2 separate regions of the Sus scrofa genome follow, and region 1 is linked to region 2. Evidence: chromatin contacts called from public HiChIP or PLAC-seq data. All regions are on one chromosome and are shown on one strand. Each heading gives the region's core, a stretch centred on a gene start, on an enhancer-like site or on the middle of the called end of the contact. The rest is flanking DNA. Distances are from core to core; before and after follow the strand shown. Region 1 holds the start of FFAR2 (free fatty acid receptor 2). Region 2 holds the start of CD22 (B-cell receptor CD22).

Region 1 (7,196 bases), core at 748-3,247, 82 kb before region 2:
AGACGGATAACTTCGATCGGGGACTTACTCCGCGTCCTCTCTCGGAGTCCAGTCTCTGTTCATCCGTCTAAACCGGCGTCTGTCAGTACTTACTGCACTTACTCACGTACACCCCTCTTGCGACATCTTTAACATATTTCTGTGGTTTCATGTGCATCACCCTCCTGCTTTGCTGCTGAGTCTGAGTCTCCATCCCCATTTTTGCTCTCCTTGTGTTTGCTGAAATGTTACAAAAATTGTGGACACTCACTTCTGAGTTTTATAGTCTTTATTTTCAATCTGCCAGACCAGGTTGACTTTTCCTGTGCTATTCACTCTTAACCTCTAACTGATGGATGCCTAACTGGGTTTTGACCTGCGGCGGGGCTTGGGGTGTGTGTGTGTGGGAGGACGCCAAGGCCCAGACCTCAGGTGGCTCCCAGTTTAATGGGGAGACCAGATACACCCATGAAGACGGCTGGGGCAGACTTACAGAGCGGCAGGTCGGGTGGCTCCCATCCAGACCTGGGTCATTGGAGGCCCAAGTCCCCATCCTTCCTCCTGGTCCCTTGGTCCAGAACCTTCCTGCATCTTCCTTGACCTCATTTAGTATTTCTCGTCTATGTCTTGCCCTTTGGCGTCTTTCTAGCACCAAGAACCCGGCCAGGGTGTAGGTATTGTTTCGAAGCTGGTCGCAAGGTTGCTTTAGGACCTTCCGCTTCAGCTACCAACCATCCCACAAGGACTAAATTTATATTATGCAAGCTGAGTGGCCTGTGCAGCTCTGGTCCGGTGGTGCATCTCTGCCTGACCATCTCTCTTTTTGTCAAGGAGCTGTGCTCCTTTGTGACAGAAAATTCAGTCAGGAAGGGCTTCCGAGGTGGTGAGCGAGATGGGTTTTTACAATCCCAGTGGGGGACTGGGTCTGAGGATTCCTGAGCCGGGGACAGGAACCCTCCTGCTCTCTGATGCCCAGCCTGCTCCACCCAGACACCACCCTGAGTGCCCCCGAAGGTCCAGGGACACCCCTAGTCGGTGGTGAAGTCAGAACTCGGCGCTCCCTCGGTTTGACTCACACCCCTGTCCCCGTTCGCCGCCTCCTCGGTCTCTTTGCCTCTGCGGCCCAGCAGCAAGGAGCCCTGATTCCGCAGCGCCTGCAGCCCTTTGCCAAAGGTCCTGCGCACCACTGAAGACGAGAAATAGAAAAGCAGGGGGTCCAGACTGGCGTTGAGGGAGCTGAATACCACAGCCTCCGCGCGCCATTTGGGGCTCTCCTTCGTGTGGAAGCCCACCAGGTGGGATATGTTATAGGGCCCGAAGCACACCAGGAAGTTAAGGAGTGTCACCACAGCCAGCCCCACGGCTCGGCGCCGCCTCTGGGCCCCCACGTGGGGCTGGGCGAGCATGATCCACACAAAGCGCGAGTAGCAGAAGATGGTGACCACCATGGGGATGAAGAAGAGGACGAGGCACAGCTCCAGCCGCACGGGAAGCACCACGTCCAGCTGCTCTTTGGTGAAGTTCTCATAGCAGGTACTGACGTTCATACCCTCGGCCTTCTGGGTTGAGTTCAAGTACTGAACGATGAACACGACAGTGCAGTGACCAAAGGACATGATCCAGGCCACCAGAGCAGCAATCACTCCGTACAAGGGCCGGCGGGACAGCTTGTACTGCACGGGGAAAGCCACTCCCAGGTAGCGCTCGATGCTGATGCCCGCCAGGAGCCACGTGCTGCAGTAGATGCTGCTGTAGAAGCCGAAACCCATGAGGGCACAGACGATCCCAGGCAGGTACCAGCGGAAGTTAGACGCGGCCTCAGTGATCTTCAAGGGCAGCAGCAGCAGCAGCAGCAGGTCTGCCAGCGTCAGGCTGAGCAGGAGGATGTGGATGGGTGCAGGGTGGGGCTGGCGGACGCGCCCCACGAAGGCCCGCAGGGCCAGGAGGTTGGCTGGGAGACCAGTGAGGAAGATGAGGATGTAGGCCGTGAGGATCACGGAGCTGTGCAAGTCCAGCATGACTGTTCTGGAAGAGGATGGAAAGGGGCAGGGTCAGGAGGCCCCACTCACATTCTGCGGACCCTCCTCTGGTTCAGTCTGCCGACATCCTCCCTGGCACGCTCCCTTTCCCGGCCCAGGCGTTCTGCCACTAGCACTGCTGGCTCACACCACCTGCCAGAACTGCCCAGAGCAATTATTGACTTTGCCTGGGGCGGGATATTAAGCAGCAGTTATTACGTTTGCCATCATGTGTCTCTGGGGGAGACCAACCCTTGGCTTCCCCAGGGAACTCCCCCTCCGGTTTTCCCAGCCTTTCTCCTTCTCTCCTCACAGATACAGGAAGTGATCAGTTTCCAACTTTCCTTAAGTCCTTCCCTCAGTCAGAGACCTGCAGAGAGAAAAGGCCAGCCTTGCCACCGCAGGGAGGGAGCTGGAAGACGTCTCTCAGGAGGACCCTGGCTGTGAAAACCCAGGCCCTGAGACCCAGGACCCCGCCACACGCCCAGGAAGCAGGTGCCCAGCCCCAAGCCGTCTCCCTGCCTCCCTACCTGTTTTCCTCGCCTTTTGCAGAACAGATTCTCCTCTGCCTTGTCCTCCCCTGTCCAATGCTGCGTTAGACAGAGGGGCTAGAGCAGTGCAGGGAGGGGGCGCGGGGAGGAAGGGTAAGCCAGCCTGATCCCCTAAAGACCTTAGAGAACATTCAGAAAAAGCACATGGGCGGTAACTGGTCTATGTTTTGACAGGAAACAGAGGAACTCTTCCTAATGGGGTAACGCAGTTTCCGATTGGTTTGTAACCCTTGCTGCCCACGCAAGGTCTGGCCCCCCACATCCTCTCTCCAGGCTTAGGGCCTGGTCCGCGGTTCCTCCCCCAACCCCCGGCTCCAGTCTCTGGACTTGGTCTTTACATTCGATTTCCGACAGACTTCCTCCGGCCCCCCTACCCCCGCAACACTCTCCCCTCCAGCTCTGATCCCAGCATCACTTCCCAGAGCGTGAGCACTCAGCTTGCTGCCTTGCCTGGTCTTGGTTCTGGATAGATGGCTTCTTGTGATGGGTCCTGGAGAAAAGTCTGAAAGCTTCTAGGAAAGAGGAACAGAGTTTTAGCCACTGCTACCACCCATTTCGCACAGGAAAAAAATTGTAAGGAACCTGGCTGGTAGAAAGCTTTTATACCAGCATGCATCATGTGACCGGAGAGGGAAGGTCAGTAATTGAGCGCTGTCTCCTCTCGGACCCAAAGGAAAGGGGGCCGGCATCTCGATCCTCTCCTTAGAGATCCTCACTGTGATTTCCAACCTGGATTTCCCGTCCTCAGTTTCTGATTTTTTTTTTTTTTTTTTTTTTTTTTTTTGTCAATCCCAGCTATATTTTCCATTTCCCAAGTCAGATCATCTCATCTTTTTTTCTCTGTGATATCTTCTGTGATTCTACTCAATTTTAGAAAAGAGGTTTTCTGCTTTCTTTTATTCTTCAGTTCTCCCTTTCCATCTAGTTTCTTGCCTTCTGTTCCCAACAAGTTTCTTTTGTCCTCCCTGTTGGAACAGACTGCTTTCTCCTAGCCCTTGTCTTGTTATGGTGGAAATAGCGTGGGATTTAGAGTCATGCAGATGTGGGCTTAAAGCCAAGTTCCTTCCTTCATTGTGACCTTGAGGCAGATCAATTTTTTGAACTTTAGTTTCCTTTTTAGGCCAGCGAGGGTGAGAATGCTTACATCCCAGGGTTTCTGTGAGAGACCCCGAGGCAGCAGATATAAAGCATAGGAGCTAGTGCTTCACACAAGGATGCACATAAATGGAAGTGGTCCCTCCTCCCAAGCCTGTTGGATAGCTTTGTAGAATGTGGGCCCCCTGGTAGAATATCCAAAGACCAAGGGCACAGACCTGCCATCTGACTTGGGAAAGCAGCAGGGATTCAGAAGGAGCCATGTGCCTGCATGGCTCTTCCTACGGGAGGGGTGCTTGGGCTGCGTTCCCTTCCCCTGTGGGGGTCCCTCTTCCTGGGGGCTGGCCCCAACTTCTGAGCCACCTTTGTTCTTTTCTCACTATTTCTTCCTCTCTGACCCATATAGCTCCAGGTTAGAAGCTCCTCAAAGTCCTTTTGAAACACACACGTGAGGAAACAGATAATCAGAATGTTTTCTCTTGACCCAGGGAACAGACGTCTCTGTTTCGCCATCTGTGGCCTGATCCCTGCTGGGAGGATCTCTGTTCTTCCCCTAGGACTTACCCTTATCCGTTATTGTTCGTTCATTCAGTCATTCATTCATTCAACCGACTGTTTTTAGTTTTGTGGCCTAGGACCCCAGCGTCCAGGTCTCTTAATATTTAACTTTTCTTTCCCTTTAGCTCTGCTCACCTCTAGAACCCAGGAGTTCTCTCTTTTCATTTATTTCCTTTCCCTAGCACCCACATACACTTCCCAGATTAACAGGGGAGCTAAGGAAGAAACCATTCTGTGTTGCTTGCTACAAAGTTTATTTGTGTCGTTTTGCTTTTATGATTTTCTATAAATATTCTCAAGGATCTGGATTTCATTGCAAACTGGAAACTTACTGGAAAACAGGAGTTAGGTCTGCTTCTTTATCTCTGCCTCCCCTTTCCCCCACCTCATGCCCTTCTCATATCACAGCTGTGTCACCTGTGCTGAAGGTCCCCCATAAGCCCCCTTCTCCATGCGTAGGGCAGTTATGAAGGTAGCATGATAAAGGAGGACTTTTGAATGGACGACTCACCATGCCCACCGATGCCACAGGAAAAAGAAGCGCAATCCTTCAGCTGCATTCAGGGACTTTCACAAAAGCTGTATCTTTCACAATCTCTTCCAAGTTCAGTTTTCTGTCATCATTTTAACCCAGCTTGTCAGAACTGGAAGGAAATTAGACCCGTTATCTAAAGTTACTTACGGTATCGAAAGTGAATAATCCCTTCGTTCACTTCCTTGTTCCTCAGTCATCCCTCAGTCCACCCTCATCTGGATCACATCCCTGTTTTTCCACAGGACCTGTTCTTCCTAAAGGTAGCAGTGACTCTCAGTTACTAAATGCAGTGGACATCTTCTTCCTGTTTGATTAACATTCAACAGTTTCCACACCCTTCTTGAAACATTCTCTTTCCATGAATTCTGCAGGTTGTGTTCTTCTAGTTTCCCTGTCTTCTCCCCCACTTCTTTTTTTTTCCCCCTAGACTAACTGAGTCAGATGGATCTTTTGTGTATTACTTTTGCCCAGGAGAGGGCAGATGACCCACACATAAAGGAAATTAGCTTGATCTTTGGTCACTTCTTAATTTCCTTTGCTAGCTCACCTTTCCTACTCATCCTCCAAAGGTTAGAGTTCCTTAAGGCTTGCTTCTAGGTTCTTTCCTATCCTCATCCTATGTTCTCTCTCTCTCCCTCGCTCTCTCTGTTTGTTGCATCCATTTCTACAGTGTCAATTACCGTCCTCAGAAACCCCAGTTTTGAACCTCTCTCCTGGGCTGCTGTGAGCTTTCAAATCCACATGTCCAACAGCCTAGGAGACGTTCCCATTTGGATGTCTCCCGGGCACCAGAAATTCATTGCATCCAGAACTGACTGGAGACATTCTCAACCACACTAAACCTGCTTCCAGCGTTCTCCACCTTGGAAACTAAGATCTCTCCCCATCCCATCCCTGAGCCATAATCCTAGAGCCAATCTTAAAGTCAGTCTTGACACCATCTTCTTCCTTGTGCTCCGGATGCAGCCCAACATACTTCTCAAATACCTAACAAATCTGTCCATCTCTCTCCAGCTCCGTTGCCCCATCTCAGTGTTAACCACCACCCTCTGTTAGCAGGGTTTCGGCAGGGGCCATGACCAGCTCCCTCACAGCCATTCACTCTCCCAAAAGTCAGTTTCAGTCATACTGCAGCTAGTGGGATCTTTCTTAAAATGTCAAGCCAGTTATACCACCATCTTGTTTAAAATCCTATCAGGAGCTTCTTTTTTTTTTGTCTTTTGTCTTTTGAGGGCCACACCTGTGGCATATGGAGGTTCCCAGGCTAGGGGTCAAGTAGGAGCTGTAGCCACCGGCCTACACCACAGCCACAGCAACTCGGGATCCGAGCCTCATTTGCGACCTACACCACAGCTTCCGGCAATGCTGGATCTTTAACCCACTGAGCAAGGCCAGGGATCGAACCGCAACCTCATGGTTCCTAGTTGGATTCGTTTCTGCTGAGCCACGACAGGACCTCCCCTTTCAGAGACTTCTTATTGCTTTTAGGATAAATATTAAAACCCCTAACAGAGCCTATAAGGCCCACTTGGCATGGCCCTTGCAAACTTTCAGCCTTAATTCACATCACTCTTCTCCCTCCTTGCTCTCCAAGCAAAACTATCTTTCACCTCCATGAATGTGCCATCTTTCCTTCTGCCAGGGGCCCTCGAAGCCTCTTCCTGAAATGCTTCTTACTTCTCATTACCCACTCCAGCCTCCCCTGTTAATTCCTAGTCTTTCTAGTATGTATTTCTTCCTTCAGAAAGCCCTCCCTGACTTCCTAGATTGAGTTAGCGTCTGTTATTTTGCATTCTTATAGCATCTTTTCTCTTTCTTTTCTTTTCTTTTTTCTTTTCTTTTCTTTTCTTTTCTTTCCTTTTTAGGGCTGCATCTGTGGCATATGGAGGTTCCCAGCTTAGGGGTTGAATTGGAGCTGCAGTTGCCGGCCTACACCACAGCTCCAGCAACGCAGGATCCGAGCCTTGTCTGAAACCCACACCACAGTTCATGGCAGTGCTGGATCCTTAACCCGCTGAGCTAGGCCAGAGATCAAACCTGCACCCTTACGGAGACTAGTCCGGTTTGTTATCGCTGAGCCACAATGGGAACTCCTCTTATAGCATCTTTTCTATTGCTGAGTAATATTATGTTTTAGGATATTTTATTTATCTGTTTACCTGTTGATAGACATTTGGGTTTTTTCAGTTTTGGGCTCATGTAAATAAAGCTGCCGTGTACTTGCTGAATAGGTTTTCAGTGCTCTTGGGCAAATATCTGAGAACACATTGGTGAAGTAAAACTTTCTGCTTGACTTTTGAAGAATCTGCCGATTTTCCAAGCTGGCTGTATCATTTTTATTCCACGGCAATGCATGAGCATTCTCTTTGCTCCATATCCTTGCGAACGCTTGGTACTGGTCAGTCTTAAGTTTTAGACATTCTGATTCGTATGTCATGTTATATCATTGTGGCTCTAATT
Region 2 (6,576 bases), core at 1,334-3,833:
TCAGTCACCCCAGAACCCAGGTACCAGCCCAGGACACGGTCCTTACCGAGCAGCAGAAGCGAGAGCCCGAGGAGATGCATGGTGCTGTGTCTGGGCAGGATCCTGGGCCGGGAAGAGTTTGTCTTTGAGCCATCTGGCCGCTTACATCTTCCAGACGGCTTTTCTTGCTCACCCACTGAGCTCCGACCCCTTTTCCCTGATCCCGAGAGACCCGTGTTACAAGGTGGGTATGGAATTCTGGAAGCTCACAGGGCCTTTTCTGGATACAGGGGAACCGTGTAGTGCTAGCCTCTCTCTTCCCACCACTCCTTCCTTTCTTCCATCTGTCCATACACCCATCCATCCAAAATTGTATAAACTTGCTGCCCAGCTCACAGGCTTTGGGTGGCACCAGACTACTGAATACCTTGAATGCCAGGTCCTGGGTAATGAGAGCTTACCTTGGGGACAACGAGCAAAGGATTTTAGATAGGGGACAGACATGGTCAAACCTCAATTTTAAAGACTGGGAGACAAAAACAACCCTAAACCAATACTTCAGTGCGATGCCAGGAACGTTTAGATGGGTCTGAAAGGACTTAGGAGAACTTTTTGCAAGAGTCTCACTCAGATGCCCCAGGGGTTGGGTGGGGACATAAATCTACCAGGTGGGGATTTAAATCTGGGGCGGGGTCAATGGTCATGCTGGGTAAAGGTCATGACTGTCTCAGTGCCAGCCAGTTACTGCCAAATGAGAACATGGGCTCAGCACTGCCTGGTCTCCTACTGTTTTCTTATTTACTTATTTAATTATTTATTCGCTTTTTAGGGCCACACCAGTGGCATATGGAGGTTCCTAGGCTAGGGATCACATCGGAGCTGTAGCTGCTGGGCAACACCACAGCCACAGCAAAGCCAGATCCAAGCCACATCTGCAATCTACACCACAGCTCACAGCAACACTGGATCCTTAACCCCTGAGCAAGGCCAGGGATTGAACCTGTGTCCTCATGGCTGCTAGTCAGATTCGTTTCCGCTGAGCCACGAGGGGAACTCCTCTACTGATTTAAAAGAAGTAAGAAGCCAGAGTTTTATGTGAAATGTCCCATTTAAAAAAAAAAAAAATACACCAAAACCCACGGTGCTAGTCAAACAAAACCTGTCTGCGGGCCAGAGGTTGTCCAAGGGCTGCTCGTGGGCAACCGCTGCCCACGTGTGTGTATGTGTGTGTGTGTGTGCACGCAGTGAGGCGGGGGAGCCACCTCACCAGACTTTTACATGGAACTACATTTACATAGAGTTAAATTTAAGTCCCAATTTGCATGGCTGTGCCCTTCACACCTGTCCCCGGGGAGCCAGCAGGACGTGCCAACTGAGTGTGTCTCCGGTCTTGGCAGCGACCTGCCTCTCTCCCACCTGCCCAGCCAACCTTTCTCACCACTGGCGCCCCCACCCCCAGCCCCTCCGGCTGTTTATCTCCCGCGACTGTGTGGCTCAAGGGGGGATGGGGGGGTCCTGCGCGGCCAAGGCGGAGGCTAAGCTGCCTGCTGACAGTGGGAATGGGGTCCCGTCCCCGGGCAGAGCGGCCGTGCCGGTCCCGCCTGGGCGCAAATAAGGGCTGAGGGGTTTACAGGGAGCCAGACTCTTCCAGGCAGAACTGATACGGCCCTGGAGGTGCTGAGACTGTTAGGACACACACAGGAAAGTCCTCAAGGTCACATTTATTTGGGTGGACATGGGTTTAGGGCAAAACAAAAGGGAATTAGGACTCTTTAGTGCAGGTCTTTTCAAACCTTTAACCAGCCGTGTCTACACCTGACCCTGGGGACAGGAGAGCAGTATGCGGCCTGAAGGACTGAAGGGTAGAATTTGGGTGGGTCCCCCTTGGGTTTCCACCAGGGAGGGCTGTGGCAAGGGCTGGCCTGTGGTGGCCCCCCTTCCCCTGCCAGCAGCCAGCAGTCACACCCTCGCTGGGAACCCGCTGGAGGAGGCCAGGCCTAGGAAAGGAGTGATTCTCAGAGCAGGGTTGTGTGCTTACCCGGATGGTCCCCAGGCCATCTCCAGAGCCCAAGCCGTGGCCCCAGGCCTGGGCCTGGAAGGCCGCAGAGGCCGGGTGGGCTGTGGAGGCTTGGATGGGTCTATGCTGGGCGTGAAGGCTCAGGACCAGGCCCCGCTGTGCAGACCTGTGGTCCTGTTGAGAGCCCTGCAGGACCTCAGGGCTGGCCTCCCTGAGACCAGCCTTCCTCCCGGGCACCCAGGGACGCAGCCTACTCTCAAAAGACCCACCAGCCCTGGCAAGGAAGATGCTCAAAGGCAGGGGACTACAACCTATGTCACCCAGGCAAGAGCAAAGGAGGGGCATCCCCATCGTGCTTCCAGCCCCAGGAGCTGTGCCCGGCACATAGAAGCTGCTCCATACTTGATTGTTAAATGCAAAAGAGGACAAAGCCGTGTTTACCTGTTTCCTCGTGTCTTCCCTCTTCGGGGACTCTGGCAGCCTCTAAGAGTGAAAGGGGAAGAACAGAGAAGTCGCCAGTGACTGAGTCTCGCTCTTCATGGCCACACCCCCAGCCTCTCTGTGGCAGCAACTCCACTTCTGGGTATTTATCTGAAGGAAACAAAAACGAACTTAAAAATCTAACTCGTGCTCTCTGCAGCACTATTTATAGTAGCCAAGACATGGAAGCCACCTAAGTGCCTGAGTGGATAAAGAAAATGCATACAAAGGAGGAGTATTCAGCCATAAAAAGAAGGAAATCTTGCCATTTGCCATGACATGAATGAGTTATGCCCAGTGAAATAAGTCAGACAGAAAGACAAACGCCATGCGCTCTCACTTCTATGCGGGATCTTTAAAAAAAGAAAACAGGGAGTTCCCGTTGTGGCACAGTGGTTAACGAATCCGACTAGGAACCATGAGGTTGTGGGTTCGATCCCTGGCCTCGCTCAGTGGGTTAAGGATCCGGCGTTGCCGTGAGCTGTGGGGTAGGTTGCAGACATGACTCAGACCCCGAGTTGCTGTGGCTGTGGTGCAGGCCGGCGGCTACAGCTCCGATTCGAATCCTAGCCTGGGAGCTTCCATATGCCACGGGAGCGGCCCTGGAAAAGGTAAAAAGACCCCCCCCAAAAAAATAAATAAATAAATAAAAAGAAAAAAAAGAAAACGAACACATAGATACAGGCGACAGACTGGTGTGCGCCAGAGGCAGGGTTGGGGTGGGCAAAAGGGATGAAGGCGGACAAAAGGTACAAACGTCTGGTTGTAAAATACATAAATCCCAGGGTGTCAGGTACAGCGTGGTGACTGCAGTTAAGAGCACTGCATTGTGTATTTGCCAGTTAATAAGAGTTAAAAGTTCTTAAAAGTTCTCACCACACACACAAAAAATCGTAACTAAGTATGGTGACGGACAGTAACTAGACTTATCGTGGTGATCATTTGTAATATATACAGATATCGAATCATGAGGTTACGCACTTGAAACTAACGTGTTGATTACATCTCTCTTTAAAAAAGAAAGGAGGAGTGGGAGGGACTGGGAGGAACTGGGAATCTGAGGTTAATTGTTGCAAACTATTGCTTTCAGAGTAGATAAGCAATGAGATCCTGCCGTGTGGCACAGGGAACTATATCTAGTCACTCGTGATGGAGCACGATGGAGGATAGTGTGAGAAAAAGAATGTGTATATCTGTGTGACTGGGTTGCTTTGCTGTATAGTAGAAAATGGACAGAACACTGTAAGCCAACTCAAATGGAAAAAATAAAAATCATTATTTAAAAAATTAAATATACAACTTTTCAAAAGAAAAAGAAAGTAGGAGTGGCTTAATAATAATAGATAAAGTAGACTTCGGAATAAAGAGAATGACCAAAGTCAGAGATGGATACTATATAATAAGAAATGGGTCAAGCTATTAAGAAGATATAGCGAGCTACACGTGTAGGTACCAAACGCATGGAAAAGAAATCTTCAGGCCAATATGGTTTTACTGGAGAGTTCTACCAACATTAAAGAAGAATTAACACCAATTCTACATAATCTCTTCCGGAAAACAGCAGAATTCTTTCCAATTCATTCTTTTTTTTAATCAATGTTTTCATGTTGGAGTATAAGTCAATTTACAATGTCATGCTTCCCAACTGACTCTATGAAGCCAGTATTACCCCAAAACCAAACCAAAACCAAAAGACAAAGACAATACAAAAAAGAAAACTGCAGACCAATATTTCTTATGAATACAGAGGCAAAAGTCCTTACCAAAACACTAGAAGATAAATTCAGCAACATATGAAAAGAATTATATGGATAAACAAGGTCCCACCAAGTAGCCCAAAATATTCAATATCCCGAGATAAACCGTAATGGAAAAGAATATTTAAAAGAGTACATACATATATATGTATGCGTATATATATATGAACCACTTTGCTGTACAGCGGAAATTGACACAACATTTTCAATCAACTATACAACAAAATAAATTTCATCTAAAAAAAAAAAGAATTATACCACTATGACCCAGTGGGGATGATTCCAGGATTATAAGTCTAGTTCGATATTCAAAAATCAAACTATGTAATCTCTTGTTAATAGGACAAGGAAGAAAAAAATTATATGATTATATAAATTGTGGCAGAAAAAGCATTTGACAAAATTCAACACCCTTTCATGATAAAAACTCTCCGAAGGAGCTCCCGCCATGGCACAGAGGGTTAAGAACCTGACTGAAATGGCTCAGGTCACTGTGGAGGTGGCGGTTTGATCCTTATCACCCCCCAGCCCCACTCCCGGCCACGACTCTGGGATTCCACTTCTAGTGTGTGTACCCCAGAGAGATGAAAACACATCTACAGAAATTTGAACACGTATCACAACAGCATGATTCACAAAAGCCAAAAATAGAAACAACCCTGGAGTCTATCACATGATGAGTGAATAAAGAATATATGGCATATCCATACAAGGAAATATTATTCGGCAATAAAAAAAAAATGAAATTGCCGAAGCGGCAGCATAGGTTACAGCTGTGGCTGGGATTCAGTCCTTGACCCAAAAATGTCCATATGCCGTAGGTGTGGCCAAAACAAAACAAAACTCAACATTCCAAAAAAAAAAAAAAAACAATCAAATAATACAATTAAAAATTGCCCCCCCAAGAAAGGTGGGCAAAACATATGAAGGACATTTCACTGAAGATGGTACGGATAGACAATAATCACATCAACGGAAGTTCAACATCATTAACCTTTAGAGAAATGCAGATGAAAGTCGGATGAGATACCACTACTACACGCCCATTAGACAGCTAAAATAAACAATAGTGGCAGAGCAAAAATGCTGGAAAGGATGCATAAGAATGAAATCTTTTCTACATTGCTAATGGGAATGTAAAATTGTCCAGCCATTTTGGAAAACAGTCTCCAAACAGTTTCTCAAAAGGTTAAACACAGACTTCCCATACGACTCTGGGATTCCACTTCTAGTGTGTGTACCCCAGAGAGATGAAAACACACCTACAGAAATTTGAACACGTATCACGACAGCATGATTCACAAAAGCCAAAAATAGAAACAACCCAGGAGTCTATCACATGATGAATGAATAAAGAATATATGGCATATCCATACAAGGAAATATTATTCGGCAATAAAAAGAAATGAAATACTTTACAGATGCTACAAAATGATGAACTTGAAAGAAGCCTATCACAAAAGGCCACATACCGTATGATTTTACTTCTATGAAATGTCCAGAAAAAGAAAACCTGTAGAGACGGAAAGTAGATTTAATTGTTGCCTAGAACTGGGGTGGGGGTGTTGGGAGGAAACGGGGAGTGACAACAAATGGGCACAGGTTTCTTTCTGGGGCAATGAGATGTTCTCAAATTGACTGTGTTGACAGTTGCACAATTCTCCGAATATGATTTGAAACCACAGAAGTGTACACTTTAAGTAAGTGGATTGCACGGGCAATTGAAAATGGGCGAGACACGGAAAGACATTTCAGCAAAGAGAATATACAGGTGTCAAAATAAGCACATGAACAGATGTTCAACACCCCTGGCCGCCAGTGAAATGCAAATCAGGACCATGATAAGATATCATTGCATACCAACAAAACAGCTAAAATAAAAAATCATGACAACTTCAAATGCTGGTAAAGATGCAGTGAAACTAGATCCTGCGTACATGGCTGGTGGGAATGTAAAGTGGTAGAGCCACACTAGAAAATAGTTTGTAAGTTTCTTGCACAACAGATGAAATACTCCTACTCGGTATTCGCACTTCTAGGCATTTATCCCCAGGAAATGAACATTTATGACCACACCAAAACCTGTACACGGTTGTTCATAGCAGCTTCATTTGGTTCTGGAAACAACCCATATGTGGCCTCAAGAGTCAAGAATGTTTCGATAGCGATACACCCATACTGTGGAGTACTGTGTAGCAATGGAATGAGGCAATGAACAGCAGACGACAACCGGGATAACTCTAAAGGGCATTATATTGAGTAGTTAAAAAAAAAAAATCCAGGCATTCTCGCCATGGCCCTGTGGGTTAAGACTCCAACTGCAGCAGCTCAGGTCACTGCAGA

What was found. HiChIP or PLAC-seq counts read pairs in DNA pulled down with a chosen protein or histone mark.
Region 1: an H3K27ac HiChIP or PLAC-seq map of alveolar macrophages shows a contact between it and region 2. The contact joins the promoter of FFAR2 here to the promoter of CD22 in region 2. A contact is called at or near these places in 6 of 47 Hi-C or Micro-C datasets (blood, embryonic fibroblasts, fetal heart ventricle and 1 more) and 1 of 2 datasets of contacts at active chromatin or transcription factors (alveolar macrophages).

The regions. Positions count from the first base shown.
Region 1 is chr6:44,897,516-44,904,711 of Sscrofa11.1, reverse strand. It overlaps FFAR2 (free fatty acid receptor 2), which reads right to left and starts at 1,997. Exons shown (of 1, transcript NM_001278758.1): 1 at 865-1,997. The coding sequence starts at 1,997. The coding sequence ends at 1,008.
Region 2 is chr6:44,816,600-44,823,175 of Sscrofa11.1, reverse strand. CD22 (B-cell receptor CD22) reads right to left here and starts at 2,583. Exons shown (of 14, transcript XM_021097121.1): 1 at 2,438-2,583; 2 at 47-196. The coding sequence starts at 80.